Regions from separate parts of the Ovis aries genome. Here region 1 is linked to region 2. The links are chromatin contacts, called in public Hi-C maps. All regions are on one chromosome and are shown on one strand. The core of a region is the stretch at or near the end of the contact, and the rest is flanking DNA. Distances in the headings are between cores, read along the strand shown. Region 1 overlaps CASZ1 (castor zinc finger 1). Region 2 holds the start of CASZ1 (castor zinc finger 1).

The links. Hi-C and Micro-C count contacts between places; a contact is called where the count stands out from the background.
Region 1: a contact with region 2 is called in a Hi-C map of muscle, with 2.4 times the contacts expected there. The contact joins the enhancer-like site here to the promoter of CASZ1 in region 2. A contact is called at or near these places in 2 of 16 Hi-C or Micro-C datasets (muscle and tail adipose tissue).

The regions. Positions count from the first base shown.
Region 1 is chr12:42,169,580-42,173,204 of ARS-UI_Ramb_v3.0, reverse strand. The region is part of intron 4 of CASZ1 (castor zinc finger 1); the gene reads right to left. Among named protein-coding and RNA genes, the nearest start is that of CASZ1, 110 kb to the right of the region's middle. Within about 2 kb of position 1,769, at least 16 of the 54 cell types and tissues checked have an H3K27ac peak or open chromatin away from gene starts, as enhancers often do. A contact at or near this core is called in muscle, where this site is marked.
Region 2 is chr12:42,063,181-42,066,676 of ARS-UI_Ramb_v3.0, reverse strand. It overlaps CASZ1 (castor zinc finger 1), which reads right to left and starts at 2,197. Exons shown (of 21, transcript XM_042257266.2): 1 at 2,045-2,197.

The DNA of each region.
Region 1 (3,625 bases), core at 520-3,019, 110 kb before region 2:
GAAGAAATGGATAGTCAGTGTGGTGTGCCAGGAGTTCATCGGAAGGAGGGCGCTGAGTAGGCTGACCGCTGCCATGATTCTGCTCGTTGCACCCCGTCCTCTCCAGGGAGGAGGGGGCTCACTGTTAAAAGGGGAGGGCGGGTTAGGGGCTCAGCTGTAAGACCCTTCCCATGCCCAGCAGAGGTTTTCAGATGGTGCCCTGTTGTGCCAGGGGAGGTGTGTGTGCACACCCACTCGAGTCCACAGGCACATGGCTGAACACAGCCCATGGAGCCGGAGCAGGGCAGGTTTAGGTGGAGCCAGTTGTAAATAGGAGACACAGGAGACACGGTTCAGTCCCTGGGTCTGACAGGTCTCCTGGAGGAGGAAATGGCAATCTACTCCAGTATTCTCGTCTGGGAAATCCCAGGGACGGAAGAGCCTGAGGGGCTCTAGTCCATGGGGTCGAAAAGAGTCAGACATGACTGAGTACACTGACACACGCAATTTAAGTAACCCAGCCTAGACGGAGACTATTCCACAGGTGCTAGGGCTCTCCAGGACCCTGAGGGAGGGGCCGTGTCACTCAGCCCATCTTCCTGCTTCCAGGCCCCAGGGGCTTCACAGGACATGGGTTTTTCCAGTCCTGGGCAAACCAGGGCGGGTGGTCACCACGCCGCTGACTATGTGGAGTCAAAGCCCCACCTTCTCGGGTGTCAAGGCAAGCACCCCACCTCCTGGCTATGCTGCTTGTGGGAGGTAGGACCTGAGCTCCTCCCACTTCAGGGATTTGAAAAGCTGGTCCTCATCGTTGAGGTGGACTCTGAACACACATGGAATGTGTCCCCCACCAACTCAATAGGTCAGAGTGGAGCCCCAGATGAGCCAGGAGCAGGGTCTGGACTGAGGTTCGGGGGAGCCCCAGGATCCAGAGATGTTTTGTCCAAGCCACTTGGATTTATCAGATGAGCACAGCCTCCCAGCCAGACCCCCTGGTATAATCCTTTCATTAATTTACTAGTCAATGGAAAATTACTCCTTACCCAGGAATATAAGTTTTCATCTTATTTTAAGTTCGATTCTTAAAGCAATTACCCAGGCATCTGGCAATGACTTCACCGCTGTGGCCGGGCCCTGGAGGGGAGAAGTGCGGCCCTGAAGCTGCACAGACTCCTGGCTCCCAGCCCCGGAGGGGAGTTCAAGGAGGACTGGGAGCCCCCAAACAACTGGCCTGGGTCCTGGGAGGGAAGTGGGGGGGCACACCACCGTGTCTGATATTTGCTGTGTGTGGAAACGCTCCTCTCCAGCACCACCTGCCCCAGGAACCCACTGGTGACAGTTGTTGAAAAGCCTCAGCAGCTGATGCCGCGGGAGCATTTTCTATTTTTAATTGTTTGATTGGAATATTAACTCATCTCCGCCCGTTCCCAAGACACACTTCCCAGCCAGAGGGTTTCCCCCATTCCCCAGACCTTTTTCTCTCTCCCTCTCCAGTCGGAAATCTACTTTGAAAGTAATAACTGGAAACACAGACCTCTGTGAGTTTGCAAAGGATCAGCGCATGGGAGAGAGAAAGAAATAAGGTCCTCACCAGCCAGCATGCCCTGAGCAGACCTCAGAGCCACAGGGAGGGCAGGTGGCTTGGCACCCACAGGCACCGCTGCTCCCCCCTCCCCCTTCCTGGCCAGCCTCTCCCTCTCCCCTCCGGTCAGCCCCACTGACCCAGTCTGCTCACTCATCAACCTCAAGTGGGGCGGGGACGCTCAGGAGCCTCCCAGGGCGGAGGCCCCGGGAGGGAGGCACGTGGCCCTGGGCTCAGTGGCTGACTTTCCTTTCAGCTGCCATTTCCGAGAGGTAGGGAGGGGGAGAGGGCAGCCTCTCCATGGAGCCACTGGAGAACCTGCCAGCCAGGCCTCTAGGCAGAAACACAAGGGCTCCAGGGCCAACCCCGACGGGAGGGTCACCTGGCTTAGCCACTGCCAGAGCTGCTGGGGACAAACTGGATCCCGGGGGGCCCCCTCACCCATCCTCAGAAGGCACCCCCAACCCAGCAGCGGGGCCACTTGGCCTCCTTGCCCTACCTGCCCTTGGCCCCCCTGCCGGGCTCGCCCCTCTCAAGGTCGCAGGGCTGTCCACACCAGGAATATTTACTCACCAGACTGGCCCTGTTAGCAGCACTCACCACAAATATGCTTTCTGATAAAGTTGGCAGAAAAAAAGTTCTAGAGCTGGAAACAATGTCAGAAATCATCCCCTACCCCCACCCAGGGAGGGTGAGGTGGGGCCTGCGAGCAGGTCACACAACCAGCTCCTGGGGAAGGCTTCTGTCCCGCTCTCTCACTTTTCTCCTTCCTGTTTTACTTCCCGACATAGAGTCTGTTGCCAGGGGACCAAGGGCTGGGGATGACTCTACATGAGCACTGGGTCTTGGCCCCCGAAGGGCACGGCCCAGAGGCAGGGGTGTGGGCAGCGGCCCTCTGTTTCCCCCGCCAGGAGCTCTCTTGGGGGCCTCTGGGGGACGAGGCCAGGCGGCCTCTCACCTCTGCTTCTCCCTGGGCCGTCTCACCTCGCTGAGTTCCTGCCCACCCGCCCGCCCTCCCTCAGTGCACATGGGCTTTAATGTTTTTATTACCTGTTTGACTCGCTGCCTTATTGCTTCTCCCCTTAATGGGGCCGTAACCGTGGAAACGAGGAATAAACGGCCACCAGAAAATGAGATGATTAAACAGGTCACCCTGGCAAAACAAACTCAGCCAAGGAACCTCTGGGGGGTGGGGAGGGTAGGCTCCTCCTCCCCCATCCATGGCTGGAAGGCTTGGACCAGACTGGGGACCAACGTCCCTGTCCCTGAACTGGGGCAGATACAGGGGGCGCCCCCTGCTGGACAGTGTGGCACCTGTCCCGTCGGTTCCTCGGGCTCCCCTATCTCCCAGGCAGCTCTCCTGGCTGGCCTTGGGCCCTGCGCTCTTGCGCTGAAGGGGTGGCAAGGAGGAAGGCATGGGCCTAGAGGTGATGAAGATCATTGCCCAGGAGGAGATGCACTGCCTGGTGACACAAAGCTCTAGAATTCTGTCCCCACTGACCTCCTGGATGCCTCTGACTTTCTCACTGGGCTGGAGTTTCCTATCTAGTGCATCTCTGGCTCTCATGCCTCATCGTTCCCCATCCCAACCTGGGGTCCCTGAGTTCTTGGAGAAAGCTCTAGAAGAAAAAGCCAACTTAGGCCAAAGTTCAACTTGGGAAGGTCTCCTCCGAGAACCCCTGGTCTTTGGAGCCAAGCCATGTGTCTGTGCCTCCCCTGGGCCAACTTGTTCCCACAAAACCTCTGGGTGGAAGGCAACATGAGAGGGCCTTCTCGACAGTAAGGAGGACTCCTTAACCCCTCAGCACTGGCCAGAAGAGGCCCCAGGAGGGACCCCGCGGGAAGCTAAGAACAGACCCCAGAGCCAGTGCAGGAGCAGCTGAAACCACCATGCCAGGGGCAGAGAGGCTGGGGTGGGCCTTGGTACACTCCACCCCTGCTTTCTGGCCTCACTCCAGGCACTGCATCTACCCAGCTGGAGGGGTCCTGGGCCTGGGGGGCAGGACCTAGAGAAGATGGACATGCCACGGTGAGGTTTCTGCTGGGGGAGACAGAGACAGGCAA
Region 2 (3,496 bases), core at 948-3,447:
ATACACACCGTACATACGCTGGCACCCTCCCCAGCGTGACTGGAAGGAGGTCCTCGCCGCACCCAGGGCCCACTTCCCAAGCTGAGGCTGGTCAGGAGGAACTTGTGTGGAAGGGTGAAGCGGCCCCCTGACTCCCTCGGCACTCCTTTCCTCCCCCAACTCCGGACCCGGGTCGAAGACGGCTTGGATGAAGAATCTGCGCCCACCCCCTGGAGAAAAATCTATTATTATTATCTTAATCTACGCCCCCGAAGTGTCCCTCCCGCCGTGATTGACGGCGCATACACCTGTTCCCCTCGCCGAGGAGCTTCCAACGCTGGGGACAGACATTCACCCCAAAGCTCTGCAGCGGCCCAGAACCTGCCCGCCGCCCTCGCCCAGCCAGCCCCCGCCCGCCGCCCCAGTGCACCCCTGCCTCGTACCTTGCCACCCCATCGGCTGCCCCCTCCCCTCCCAGGCCCGGCTCCCCAGCCCGCCCGCTCCCGGCCGCGCTGGCTTCGGAAAGAGAGAAAGAACAGAAAGCAAAACTTCCTGGCGGCCGACGGCCATCAGCTGCACATTCTGCAAATGCCACCGAGTAAAAATAAACCGGCCGCCGCTCCGCCCGGCCGGCTCACCCTGAGCGCACGACTCAGCCCCCTGCCCCGGGACTGTTGGTCCGGCCGGATCCCCCATTCCGGTGCGCCCCCTGGAGCCCCGCTCCCCGACACTCCTCCGCCAGCCATCGCGCGCTCCTTTGCCCTGAAACTCGACCCCAAGTGGCCAGGCGGCCCGGCCCTCTCCCCTTGGGTGCCCCCCTGTATTCCCACAAGCTACCATTCTCGGTCTTCCTCCTGGTGCCTATTTCAGCCGTGCGCCCCTGGATTCAGGGCTCCCCTTCCCCAACTGTTGAGCCCCGAGGTCACTCTCAGCCCACTTTAGGGGGTACAGACCCCACCAGACCCTCGCCCACCTCGGCCGAGCTCCCTACGAGTGCACGGCTCCACTCGCCCACCGGCCCGCCAGCCCAGCGTCCCAAGTCCCCGGACGCAACTTCTCTCCCAGCGCACACGACAACCGCGGCAACTCCCCCGAACTTTTCCCGGGACCCAGGCGGGCTCCGGCCGACAGTCACACGGCCCTAAGCCGGGGCCCCGGCTCCCTGTGCCCAGCCATGCCAGACCTGCACCCGGGGAGGCTGGGGTGGGGGTGGGGTGAGTGAGGAGCGCCACTTGCCTCGCCCGGAGCAGCGCACTTGAGACAAACTTCCCAGGCACAAATGAAAACGGGGGCGCCGTTCCCCCCAGCCAAGCAACCTCTCGGCTTCGTTTTCCAACCAGGAGGCACCCCTTGGCACCCCACAGTGAACACTGCCTACCTCTGCCGGTAGCATTTACACCCCAGGATTGGGGCACAAGAGTCGGTTGGAGGGGCTCCCCACCCACCCCTTCCCTTGAACAAAGTCTTGCAAAGTCACCCCAGGCGCCCCTCACCCCTGCCTTCCTCTCTGCCCCGGAGAGCGCACGAACCCCTGCAACTCGGGGGGCTGGGGGGAGCGTAGGGGGAAGGAGTGATTACCGGGTATTCGCGAGCACCTGCCCCCCCCCCCCGAGCCCGCACCGCGGGGGGCGCCCCCACCCTATTTGCAAAGTCCTGCACTCGCGCCTGGCGCCTCCCCCTCTTCTCCGCTACCCCGCCGCCCCCTCAGTTGGAGTAAGTGACCCCATGAGCAGCAGCCCTCTCCTTCCCCGGAATCGCGCGCTGGGCATTCCCTGGCCGCGGCGGGCGACGCGCCGCCCTGCGCCCGGGTGCCAGCCCTCCGTGTCCCCTGCCTCCCGCACGGCCGGAGTTGGGTGGCAGCCGCCGCGCGCAGGCTGGCTGGCTGGCTGGCTGGCTGGCTGGCTCTCTCGATCGCTCGCTCGCTCGCCCGCTCCCGGCTGCAAGCGGCAGCCCCGGGGGTGGGGGACTGCACCCTGACAGGGGGCGAGGCGGAGAAGCACCCCGGGAAGGCCGCGGAGCTGAGGGGGTCGAGGGGGCGCGGCGGAGGGAGCGCCGAGTCTCTTACCTGCACTTGGGGCGGCTTTGGGTGACTTTCCAAGTCCGGGGGAAAAATGTGTGTGTGTTTGGGATGGAGCGCCGCGGGCGCGCATGCGCTGCCCAAAGTTGCCGGATCCCGGATTTTTCGCTCCCAGTCTCCGCTCTCGCCCGCTGTGATTATGGAATTCTCCGCGGCCGAGCGGGCGAGTGGGTAGCATGCAAAACCCGGGCCGGATCGCGGGGCCGGGCTCCGCTCCACCCTCACACCCCAAGACCTTCCCCTCCCGGTTTCTTCCCACCCACCGCCCCGGCTGAGCTCTGCTGGCGCGCGCGGTTAGACCCGGCCTGCGGAGCAGCATGTGAGCGCAAGTCTCCCTTTTGCGGCTGGAGAAGCCTTTTCCATCCCAGACTGAGTGGAGTAGAGGCCGGGGGACAAGAGAGGAGGGACGGGAGTAGGTTACTTTCCACCTGTTCTGAACCTTGCGAGCCACTGTGCTTCCCACTTTTCCACTGAAGAACTAGCTCTTTTCTGCAAGTCAGGATGTTAGAATTGCTGAACCCAAAAGGATGTGATGTTCTCACTGCTTGATACCTGCTTTGCACTTATTCTTTGCCAGGGAGTTTTTCATTCAGTCCATTGTCCAAGAAATAAATCCCTAAGTGAACAAGATAGGTCGTGAAAAATGAACCTGGGGCCCGGGGCGAAGGGCGGGAGAGAGTTGCAGATAATGTACATTAAAACAAATGAATAATATTATTTCAGGGAGTGAAAGGATCTTGAGGAAAATAAAGCAGTAAGATAAAGAGTATCTTGGGAGGCTAATTTCCCCTGCCCAGGCAATAAAGAAGGCCTCTTTGAGGGGAAACCTTCATACTCCATTGGAGATCAACCCCCCTTTTGTCCCTTTTGTCCCTTTGCCCAGCTTGCCCACCTCCCAGGTGGTTTGAGGTGGCCACACCAGGCTGAGTCTAGAAGGAGGAAGTGCTACCTGCTGGTCAACACCTTTGTGGCTGCGTAGACTTCAAGGCATCATCTGCAAGGGGAGGCAGGTATTCCAACTTTTGATTTGGGCTCATTCTACTCCTAGAACAGTGTAAATACGTGGTAGGCAGCTCGGACTTTGGGGTCAGACCTCAGTCACTCACCAGCCGGGCGACCTTGAGTAAGATATTTGACCCCTCTGTGCCTCAGTTTCCTCAACAGTAAAATGGGGATAATAATAGTACTATTGCCAGGGCAGGTTGAGAGGCTAAAATGAGTTAATGCAGGAAAAGTGACTCGGCCAAGGCAGGGATCGATCAATGCCAGTAATTGTCATTGCTCCCTGGACATCCAGTGTTCCCTCTCCTTCTTATTTCTTCCTGTCCTTTCTCCCTCCCTTCTCCTCGTCTGTCCTTTCTTCTCCCACAACAGTCCTGCACTCAGTCATTTATTCAGCAGGCATTTGCTGAGCCCCAGTGAAGAGTGCATCCTTCCCAA